Linked DNA regions of Hordeum vulgare: region 2 is linked to region 1. A link is a contact called in public Hi-C data. All regions are on one chromosome and are shown on one strand. The core of a region is the stretch at or near the end of the contact, and the rest is flanking DNA. Distances in the headings are between cores, read along the strand shown.

Region 1 (5,769 bases), core at 1,005-3,504:
GGATGGAATCATGATTGCATTGCAATGGAGCAGCCTACCAATCGATATTGAATCGCACAGTCTCGAAGCGGTTAAGATGGTGCAAAGTGAAGATACCAATAGATCAAAATATGCCTTTATTATAAAGGGGGTCAAATATAGTTTAATCGAGCGTAATTCTTGAAGATCACAAACAAATATGCTAGTCATTCTACCATGTTTAGGAAGATCACAATGGCGAATGGTTGTGTCGTGGGTCTGGCCGAATTGAACTCCTCGACATTGTGTGGCGTGACCGTAATTCTTGATTTTGATTAATACAAGCTTTATCTCGCAAAAATGATGGTATATGGGACCCACACTACACACTCATGACGGTCTAAGACCTCTATTCACAGTGTGTGTGGCCTGGTCATAAGTCTTACATATTCCTTAAGACCTAGGGTTGTTGTTTTTTCAAATGGAGGCACACGATTTGCCTCATTCATTAAATAAGAGTGAAGAGTTTTAGAGTGTTACAAAGGGCCCACATTCACGCCATAACAACTACTCGCGCACCACAATACACCCTAGATTCTTAGCACCCGCGATAAACCAAAACTTGGTGTCGTCTATGATAGCACGCGGGAGGACTGGAGGCAGCGCACCCTTGTGACAGAAGACTCTAGCGTTACGCTCGTTACAAGTTATCCAAGAGACAAGCATTGTATGGGAGGCCAAGACTCGTCGATTTGGGTTTCGCAAGCCGATCCGCTTGTCCCACCATTCCGAAATGGATCCACCCAAATGCCAAGAGGAGGTGTCCATGTGCGCGAGGCAGAATTTAAGAATGATCGAGTTCCGTAGACTAATTGTGTAGTTGCATTTGTAGAAGAGTTGCACGCCCATATAGTTTTCTCGCCTGCAAAGGGGCCAAAGCCCACAATTTTCCAAACCGCGCCGCTCCAGTCTATCGGCGGTCCAAATCCGGTCTTGGATAGCCAACCAAGCGAAGAACTTCATCTTGGGGGGCTAGGAACTGGGCCTTGTATGCGGTGGCTGTCGAATATATCCCGTTGTTGTCGTGCTTCTAGATAATGTCATGGCTGGTTTGTTCATCCAGGTGTTAATCGTGCACAAGCATCCATAAATGGAGATTTGGGAGATATGGGCATCGAAAACGACGATGTTGTGAGTGATGTACAAGCGCTTCCATTGAAGGCCTCCCACACTTTCCAATTCTTACGCATGGAGGCCTCAATAATTAAAGGAGCAATGTCCTTTGGCTTCCGTCCAAGAAGCCACGATGAGTCTCAAGAAGATGCTTTGGCTCCGTTGCCCAAATGATGGTCGTTGAGACATATAAGAAGTCCATGTCCTCCTCCATGCATGGGTTCCCAAGCCCCACCCAAAACATGTTTGGTTCCTTTCATTCAAACCATGATCGTCCGAGATGCAATGCCCGAACAAACTTGCTAATTTTTATGACCCCAAGCCTCCGAACTCCTTGGGGTGACAAACCACCTTGCAATTCACTTTGCATTTGATTCCCGTCGTTTTAACCGATCCAGATCAAAGAAAGGTTGTCTCTAATTTGTTGGATTTTGACACATTGGAGACGGTGCTACACACATTTAAACGGATATTTGTCCTTTGTTTTTACTTTTCTTGTGAAATTCCATAGATAAACGCATATAGACAAGCAAAGAGAGGTTGATTGACGGGCATTTTTTTTCTACACCGAAAATGACAGATTGACCGCGTGGCCTGCAAATTCGTCTCTGCATAATAAAAGCCATAGCTTTCGCACCACAGAAGTACATACATGTCGATGTTACCGATGCTCCGTTTATAATCAATGCCGATCGAGAACCCCATTTTCTGAACCCAGAATACAGAATGATAAAAGCTCGTTTCGACAAATGAATCCGCATGCAACGAATCCGTGTCTCGTTCCATCTCCATTTTTGTTGCTACGTCAGAGAAAAGAAACACCACCTTAGCCTCTGGTAGCCCGCCTAGCTAGCTTCCGAACATTGCAGAACAAACCCTGCTGGCCAGGCAGCGACGCCCATGCATGCTAGCAGCAGCAGCGACGCATTGGCATGGCACGCGCCGGCTGACCGTTCGGTGGCGCGTGCATTCGTGGAGACTTCGTGGCATGACGTGTCACGCAGCAGCTCCCAACGGACCCCCCATCCATGCAGACGCGGCGCTGCTTGGACCACGCCCTCGTCGCCTGCGAAACCTGCTGAAACTGGCCCATCATCCGGTGCAGAGGCGCAAACCCATATCTCCATCGGCATACACAGGATAAGTACAGTTCAACCGGCACCGCGCTAGTCCGGCACTCCAGCCTCGGCCTGTGCTGCCAGCAGCCAGTATCACCCGCCACAGCTTCGTTATTCAGTTCAGCTTCCACCAGTTGGGTGGTGTGCTGCTGTCTCGTGATCATGGCGGCCGGTGGTCTGTTGGGCACGGCGGCGGTGGCCGTGGTCGTTTCGGTGGCGGTCCACGTCGCGCTCAACTGCCCCATCCAGCCGGTCCCGTCGCCGCCGCCGCCCGCCAAGCGCTACCCGCCTAATAACCTCCTCCAGGTCAGTCATCGTTGGTCCCTTGCCACGCCGCCCCCGTGTACAGTGTCCTAGAGTAATCTCGCCGTGTCACGCCGCGTACCGATCGATGGGCTGATGGTTTGGTATATGCAGGGGCTGGAGAAGCTGGGGGAAGGGCGGCTAAGCGCGCCGGAGGACGTGTACGTGGACGCGGCGGCGGGCGGGGCGCTGTACACGGCGACGAGGGACGGGTGGCTGCAGAGGATGCACCCCAACGGGACGTGGGAGCGCTGGCGGTTCGTCGGCGGCACGGGCCTGCTCGGCATCGCGCCCTCCGCCGACGGCACCATGCTCGTCTGCGACGCCGACAAGGTAACGTACGCACAAGGCTGTTGCATGAGCGGCACGACAGAATCAAAATCGTAAGAACAATCATTTCGACTGTTCGAAAGCTTCGGTTGAACTTTGGCAGGGATTGCTGCGAGTTGAAGAGGGCCGCGTGACCATTCTCGCCTCCACGGTGGAAGGCTCCACGATCAGGTCCGGCTCGTCTCAGAATCGCAACGTGCGCTGTGGCTGTACGTACGTACGTACGTACTGATCGTTTCTCCCCGTTCCGGCACACGGTCAGGTTCGCCGACGAGGCGGTCGAGGCATCCGACGGCACGGTCTACTTCAGCGACGCCAGCACCAGGTTCGGCTTCGACCGGTGGTTCCTCGCCTACGTCGAGTCCCGCCCCACCGGCCGCCTCCTCAAGTACGACCCGCGCACCGGCAAGGCCTCCGTCGCGCTCGACAACCTCGCCTTCGCCAACGGCGTCGCCCTGTCGCAGGACGAGGCCTTCGTCGTCGTCTGCGAAACAGGCAGGTAAGTACGTAGCTGGACAGAGACAGACACGCCCTGCAGTTCACTCTACTCAGTCTGCAGTCTCAGGCTTGCTGCAGCAGCTCCATCAACAAGTGACCAGTTCGTTCTGTGAGGTGCAGGTTCAGATGCACGAAGCTGTGGCTGAAGGGGGACAAGGCTGGTCATGCCGAGACGTTCGTCAACGACCTTCCGGGGTCTCCGGATAACATCCAACTAGCGCCAGACGGCTCCTTCTGGATCGCCCTTATCCAGGTTAATTATCAGTGCACACCTCAGCTCACCAATTTGGATACATACCATAGTCCAGACCAGCACAATCAATCATCTGACAAAGAGCAACGTCTCGTCACTCTTGGCATGCAGAGGTCGCCGTGGCTCGACCTGGTCATGCGCTGGACGCTGACGAAGAGGGTCGTCGCCTCGTTCCCGGCGCTGCTCGACGCGATCCACGCCGCCGGGAAGGGAGCGATGGTGGCGCAGGTATCGGAGGACGGCGAGGTCCTCCGCGTGCTCGACGACACCCAAGGGAAGGTTATCAACTTCATCACCTCCGTGACGGAGTTCAACGGAGACCTCTTCTTCGGAAGCCTCGCGACCAACTTCGTGGGCAAGCTGTCTCTGGCCAAGGTGGCACAGGCACAGGGCCAGGCAGCAGTTTCTTCCTAGTTCCTACTTCCTAGACAGTTAGTTTCATCATCCGTCTCCATGGGAATAATAAAGGTAGGCAACCTGTAGATGACAGATCCAGCACTGTGTCATGCACGGCTCCGCCGTAAGCAGTCAGATAGTACTATCAGTTAGTATTATGGTTTCAGAGTTCAGTGATTTGTAAAAACTCGAATGACCGACCACCGACGGATGAGCTCAAGCAGGTGTGTTTTGACTTTTGTGGCTACCTGGTTGAAATGGGATCACACGCTAAAACGCTACCGACTAAGAGAAATTGCAGTCCTATCAATCCCATGACAAAATTCACATATCACTGGCCTTCTCCATCCAGGATGTTCTGCCCTGCACGCGGATTTTTGTAGATGCGCCTCAACACAGTTCTGAACGTCGGATACTTCTTCCTGACAACTCCCACCTGCAGCATAAATTTCACTTGCATTGTTCAGCAAAAGGTGATGCGCAAATACAGCAGCATATCCGTAGATGCTACTGCTTCAACATTAATTTGTTTCAATTGCATTACCTCGATGTCATGGCCTTGGTTATTATCCCCCAGGACGTGTCGCAATGCAGATACCGCCATCTGGAAACAAAGAGATGAAGATAAATCACAATGGGTTTGAACTTTGAAGTACCACCAAGTCGGGAAGACTTTGAAACTACAAATAAGCCAGCTCTGCTATTTTGGAAGCGCAGGGAACCAAGCTAAGACTCATAGACAAACGACTATAATTAACACCACAGTCAATTCAAGATGCTGCTGCACAGATAAATACTCCCTCCATCCCAAATTAAGTGTCTTAAGCTTATTACAACTTGTACTAAAGCTAGTATAAAGTTGAGACGGTTATTTTGGGACGGAGGGAGTATGCAACAACAACAAAAAAAAAACATGACAATCCAAATAGATCATGCCAGCCGCAACTTCACGAGTGTTCGAAGAAAATAAATGAAGAAATAAAGTCCTGAACTAATATGCTATACAAATGCCGATGCTTGACCTGCATGATTTCCTTGGAAACCACAAGTAGGAACGATGAAATAGTTGACAGCCTGTTCTCTGCTTTCTTAGTAAATGGCACTATTGTTAATAATGTGTCAACCAGCTATTAATAAATCAACTGAACAGGCTACATGATTTGTGAAAATATATTAGGAGTACGATCAACTCGTGGACCATCATTTTTATCTGTGTTTCCTTGTAGTATGAGGTTTTGCATACGATAACTGTGTCTGCTCTTCGAGAATACTGTTAATGTTATGCACTTATGCTCACCTCCATGGTTTCCTGGAATGATAAAGAAGAATTGCCCGCCATTCCTTCCTCGAGAAACTCGATAGCTTCCTGATCCTTGAGGCCTGCGCTGGTTGCCTGAGGAGAGGACATCAGGGAATCTAAGTCATGGTTTCACAATTCATAATTCAGAATTCAGTTGTTTAGACCATTGAGGCTGTCTGCTCCTAATTTATGCATGGTATCTTATTGCAAACTTTTAGCCATCCACATTACTGCTTGAGAATAAACAAATAATCATCGGCAGAACGTGTGACTATTGCATTTTGATGAATACAAGTTCATGAGCACAGCACAAAATTCTTTGAATACCTTGTGGCCAAAGATTTGTCCAGCAGGATCACATGTAAAGAGCTCTGGAGTCCCTTTCTCTTCATCAATTCCCACGACCGTAGCAACTGTGAAGGAGATTAAAAGGATTGGAC
Region 2 (5,769 bases), core at 2,100-4,599, 390 kb before region 1:
CTAGGGGAGCAGTACGGCAGTGCCGCCAGAGTGGTACTGCCGCTAAGAACTGCCGCCCAGAAATCCACTCGAAACAGAATAAAAAAAAGGAAAATAGTATATAGTTAGCATAAAACATGCAGTTATGAAAATGCCAATGATATACAGATGTGGAACCTCTATGAATGAAGAACCCACAATAACTCCAACATCGAAAACATCATAGAAGATGCATATGGAATCCGTTTTCGATGAACTCAAGTTTGTCATGAAGATGACCATAAGCTCTACAACTCACAAAGAGAACTACCAAACAAGAACCAAGGAAGATAATGCAAGGATGCAAATGGTTTGAGATCCCAACGAACGATACGATCAAGCTACTCACTTGAGATCCCCTCTTAATAGTACGACAATCTATCCTAAAATAGAAAAACCTATCAAGGACAAACCTATACCTTGCACATAGTCCACTTGAGCTAGATGATGACGATCTTGACTTCCTCAAGATGGACCACCTTTCTTGATTGTGTTGGCTTGATGAAGACTAGTTGATTACTCCCCGATACTCACTATGGGTGAGCCACTCTTTAGCACTTCTTCACAAGTCCATTGCCACCACAATGGACGACAAGCTTCAAGCATGATATCTTCGTGATGCTCCACTTGAACTTGCACACCGCAATCTTGATGACAATCATCACTTGATGTCATCCTTCATGGGTTGTATGAGATTTTCCTCTTGACGCAAGCCCATGGAAACACGCCTAACCCCACATAGAACTCTCATGGAGACCATGGGTTAGTAGACAAAGCGTAATGGACAATGCTTACCATACTATGGGATCACTTGATCCCTCTCGTTACATCTTGTATGCTTTGTGTTTTGATTAACTCGATTCACTCTTTGACTTAGTCTCGATCAACCTTGTGTCTTTATGACCAATCTTTGGATAAAACTTTGAATGCCACCTTAGTCATCATATAAACTCCTTGAAACCAACACATGGACTTCAAGAAGTGCATATGGACAAATCCTACAAATATAACTCAAGACAAACATTAGCCCGTAGGGATTGTCATCAATTAACAAAAGCACGTATGGAGAAATATGCTCTAACAATATCCCTCATTTTGGTAATGAATGACAATCACTTTCAAGAGAGTTTATATAAAGAAATAAGCATAAACAGGCAGAGACATGCAAAGCAATAATTCATGGGTTTGAGATGCAAATGCTTAAGCAATAAAAGCAAAACTCTCTAATCATTTCCAAACTAAACTCTTTAAACTTCTCCCCCATTGGCATCGATTGCCAAAATGGACGAAAAGTTTAGAAAGTCAATATAACATGTGGTCCTCCAAAAAGTGTGTACTTCTCAACAAACGAGTTCAAAGAAATACTCATATACAATGATAAGTAGTTGGAGAAAAACGAACTATATCAAGCAGCAATCCCTTGTCAGCTTGAAGTAGTCGTCGTGTGCCTCCACTGCCTCCACAATGCGCAAAAACAATGATTTTCACGTGCGAGAACGATGAAAGTAGTGGGAAAAGAAGAAAAAGAAGCGAGAAGAGACGACAACCAAGATGACGGGGAGGTTTGAGGAAATCTTTGCGAAGAAGGAGAAGACATGTTTCAAGCGCTCCAACATCAGGGAGGACAAAAGGCCGAGAGATTTAACATGTTGATGAAAAGCTCAAGCTTGAAGAGAAAAAATGTTGAGTTGATGCCGCTACGGAGAATTCGAAGATCTTGACTTTCAAGATGAAGAATTTGGATGATGATGCAAAGATAACCATGCAGTTGTTTGCCTTAGGACGTTATAAAACGCTTGAAGGAACAGTCAGAGACAAGGAAGAAGTAGTCCGTCCAAAAGGAACCGCATGACAAAGAGGAACTGACGGCATATTGGACATGAAGACTCGGATAGCCAGTTTGACAGGGCAATAAATTCATGTATTTTTGCACAGACTGACAAGCTGAGATAATTATGTCATTGAACATGTAAAAAACCTACGAACATTGTTTTCTTTATTGTGATCTGACGTCAGGCATTTGAATTTCAGATTAATTTGACCTGGATAAATGTTTAAAGGATGTGATTGGATGACCAGCTTCCGCGTTTATGTCGTGGACTGATAACAAACACCGTGACCAATTTGAAATCAGGCATTGGAAATGCCCTATAAAAAAAAACTACAGTGTTGCGGGTGAAAATAGGCTAGCTGCTTCCTGGAGTGTTTATATTTTATTGATGTCATAAACTGGAAATAGTTTATTCATGAAACCAGAAAGTGATCCATCCTCATCAAGCCCCTGCCGCGAATCAGAATCTATCTCATCGCCGGATGGGAAGCGCATAGATGATTGATGTGGTTCGGTTTCCAACTTCCCATTCAGATCAGATGCTTTATCAAAAGCATTTTCTTTTTTTCCCTCTTTGCTTCGAAAAAAAGTGCAACATACAAAAAGAAAGAAACCACTTTGGATGATGATGAAACTGTGCATTGATACTACTCCTGCTCGATAAAACATGGAATTACTTCCACTTTCATTTACTCATATTTTTTGTCACTGTTCTCTGTACACATTGGTTTTATTCCTCTCACAGCTGCATCCTAAGCTAGAAACGGGATTACATGGCATGCATATTTACAGAGGCTTAAGGAAAATTGCAAAATGAAACTAGAAAAGACTACCATTTATTTTTTTGATTTTCGGGGCCTCGTTTTTGCCTCTTGCACGGTTGCTACTCCACGAGTGCGGCGAAGCAGCTCTCGGTGCGCGCGAGCGGGGCGCCGGCGCCGGCGCCGGGCCCGGCGCCCACGGCCGTGGCGGGGACGACGGCGTCGCGCCTCGGGCTGCTCGGCGTGGAGCGGACCAGCCTCGGCGGCGACGGCGAGCCCAGCCTGCGGCGGAGGAGCAGCCGCAGGGCCGCTATGAGCTCGTCGCCCGGAGACGGCGGCGCGGACGCGGACGCGCGGCGCCCCTCGCCGCACACGCAGGCGTGGCGGTCGAGCGCCTCCGCGGGCGACACCGGCGGCGAGGCCCTGCACATCTCCTCCGCGACGGCGTCCCCGCAGAGCCCGCAGATCCACCTCCCCCCGTACCGCGCGCGCACGCCGGCGATGTACGGGCCCGTGCACTCCTCCGTGAAGCCGCAGCACTCGCACGCCACCTCATCCAACTCCTCGCGCGCTTGCACCTCCGCCTCCATGGTCAAGACCTCCAGCTCACAGACCTCTATCGCCGCCGAGAAAGAAAACCCGCCGCCTCCTCCGCGCCGGTGGTGGTCGCTGCCGCTCCGACGATGTCTACCAGAAAGAAAAGCCCCGTGTCCGTGCGCGCCTCCGGAGTCCGTATTTATCCCGCCCGTCGTGGTCTTGCGCCCGCGCGCGCGATGCTGGCGTGTGGGCCCGGCGTACGCGCGACTGAATTATGGGCCGGGCCCGCCTGCGCCACGTGGCACCGGGGCATTGGGCGCGGGACCGGGTCCGCCTGCCAGCTGTGGCCAAGTGGGCGGGCCGGGGGTCCCGTCGTTGCTTGCGGTTCAGGTGGCGCCAAAGATGTCCTGCCTGTTCCGCGGCTGGCAGCCGGTTAACTTACCACGGCACCACACGGCTTGCTTGTTTAAGCAAATCACGTGAGCGCCTCGTTATCTCGTGGACGACGATGATAAATAAACAAACTTGTACTACGATGTGACGGCGTCGTGTTTGATGAGAATACGGCAGCCGTACGTGTGGTGTGGTGCTAGGCTAGTTTGTGGATATATAGATTCTACTTATTTGATGATTTCCATAGAGTTATACTCCTGCACTACATGGTGCAAGTTGTTGTGCATACAAAAAGAAGGTGTGACGGCGCTAGTGGTCAACGTCCACGCGCGTATCATTCTGTCTGGCTCCGCTGAACATGTAGGGCGCTTGGTGAAGGAAGAAACCAAAAGAAACGAGGAGGCGGGCGACAGCGATGCTTCGCGTTATCTATTGCTTACAACTGGCCCCTGCAAATCGAGCACGCCAGCGGTAACTTGCAAGGAAGAAGCCGGCCCTCTCCCCGGCCTACGTCGCCGTCGTTCACACCGCGTTGACCTGGAGCGGCCATCTTCCTATCCGTGTCAGCGATTGTCGCTCGTGCAACACGTAGTAGGAGCAGCACGCGCACGCGCGCGGCGGCAACAACGAGTGTTCGAGCGACAAGTAACAACTGCCGAGCGGTCGAGAGGCGATCGATGGAAGACGTGCATGAGTGCTTTGCACGTCGAAGCGTTACGTGATCGATCGTAAGGATGGATGCGGACGGCAGGCTCTACGGCGTGACATGAAAGATTAACGGAGGCGGCCCGCGTGGTCGGGTTTTTTATTGGTGTTACGCGGCTGTCCCGGCCGGCGACAGCGCGCGTGGGCGGCGAGGTGTCCGACACGCGCCCGCGGACGGCTTCGTGGGCGGTGGGTGGGGTGGCAAGCGCGGGCGACCGGGAGGAGGTCGGACGATGCGTGCGTACGAGGCGCCGTGCGGGCGGGGTTTGGTCGGCGAGGGAGGCGGCGCGCGCCAGGTCGTCCTGGCTTTCTCTATTTTTTTGGAAAACCACGAGGCCGTTCTTGTTGTTAGACGGCCCACGACGAAGGGGTTGGTCGTCTAACTCGGTACTATAGAAAAGCCCACGACTATACAGTAGTTAGGGTTAGCCCGCTCAACGTTCCGCCCAACCTGCACCGACTTTCTTCTTTGAATAGTGTCTACTCCCTCCGTTCACAAATAAATGTACATATAGATTTGTACTTAATCAAACTTTTTAAAATTTGATCAACTTTATAAAAAATAGTAGCAACATATATGACATGAAAATGATATATTTGAAAACTTCATGTGAACGTAAATCTATTGATACTAATTTGATGTCATAAATGCTAGCACCTTTTTTTAATAAAGTTAGTCAAAGTTTAACAAGTTTGACTGATAGAAAAGGAAAAAGTACAATTATTACCGGACAGAGGGAGTACACTCTACATAGAGACAAATATGTCTAATCTAACAGGCCTCCTCCGCTGCCGACCACGTGTCTTGATGAGGTCCACTACCGTTCGCTGGCCGGTCTTCACGTGTCCTGACGCATGAACTGCATCGTCCGCTGGCATCTTCGTGAGGTAGACCGTCGTTGATGTACAGTTTCTGCAACATTATCTTTGTTGCATTAATTTTTTTAATAATGTCTTTGTTAAAAAAAATTACACATGTTTCCGTAACATGACTTTTATTGACGAAAAATTTGACAAACATTTCCGCAACATGATATTTGTTACAGAAAATATACTATGAGAAGTTTTGTTGCAAAAATGAAATCTATAGATATTTCCGCAATACGATCTTTGTTGTGGAAAATATTATATGAAAAACTCTATTGCAAAAAATGTTTTATAAGTGTTTCCGCAACACGATCTTTGTTGCAAAAAATATTCTACATGTATTTCCTCTACAGATCTTTGTTGGACGTAGGTCCGTCAAGGCCGGATTAAAGTAGTTGTTTCTGCAACTTTAAAGTTGTTGTTGTGGGAATTGATGAATGGAGGAAAGAACAAACGGGGCGTGGCAGGCGATCGGTCCGATCTCCTGCATGCCGATCCAACGCTATCAAGGTGACGGAAGTATAGCACAGGTCGGCTCGTAGACGCGTAGCAGTAAAAAAAACAGAGACAGATTTAGAGTAAATTACACAGATTTACCCTGCACTCTTTTGACGATATCAAGACCTGATGACCCGCGCTTAGTTCTTGATGTGGATC

Evidence for each region. A called contact is a pair of places that touch in the nucleus more often than the background predicts.
Region 2: a Hi-C map of seedling shows a contact between it and region 1, with 2.5 times the contacts expected there. The contact joins the promoter of LOC123429698 here to the promoter of LOC123425330 in region 1. A contact is called at or near these places in 3 of 6 Hi-C or Micro-C datasets (leaf and seedling) and 1 of 1 datasets of contacts at active chromatin or transcription factors (embryo).

Annotation. Positions count from the first base shown.
Region 1 is chr2H:101,588,100-101,593,868 of MorexV3_pseudomolecules_assembly, reverse strand. LOC123425330 (protein STRICTOSIDINE SYNTHASE-LIKE 4-like) reads left to right here and starts at 2,254. Exons shown (of 6, transcript XM_045109014.1): 1 at 2,254-2,555; 2 at 2,667-2,885; 3 at 2,986-3,053; 4 at 3,145-3,381; 5 at 3,501-3,633; 6 at 3,745-4,310. The coding sequence starts at 2,412. The coding sequence ends at 4,047. LOC123425331 (proteasome subunit alpha type-6-like) reads right to left here. Exons shown (of 9, transcript XM_045109015.1): 6 at 5,657-5,742; 7 at 5,327-5,422; 8 at 4,574-4,633; 9 at 4,167-4,465. The coding sequence ends at 4,361.
Region 2 is chr2H:101,981,843-101,987,611 of MorexV3_pseudomolecules_assembly, reverse strand. It overlaps LOC123429698, which reads right to left and starts at 3,349. Exons shown (of 1, transcript XM_045113709.1): 1 at 2,504-3,349. The coding sequence starts at 3,200. The coding sequence ends at 2,733.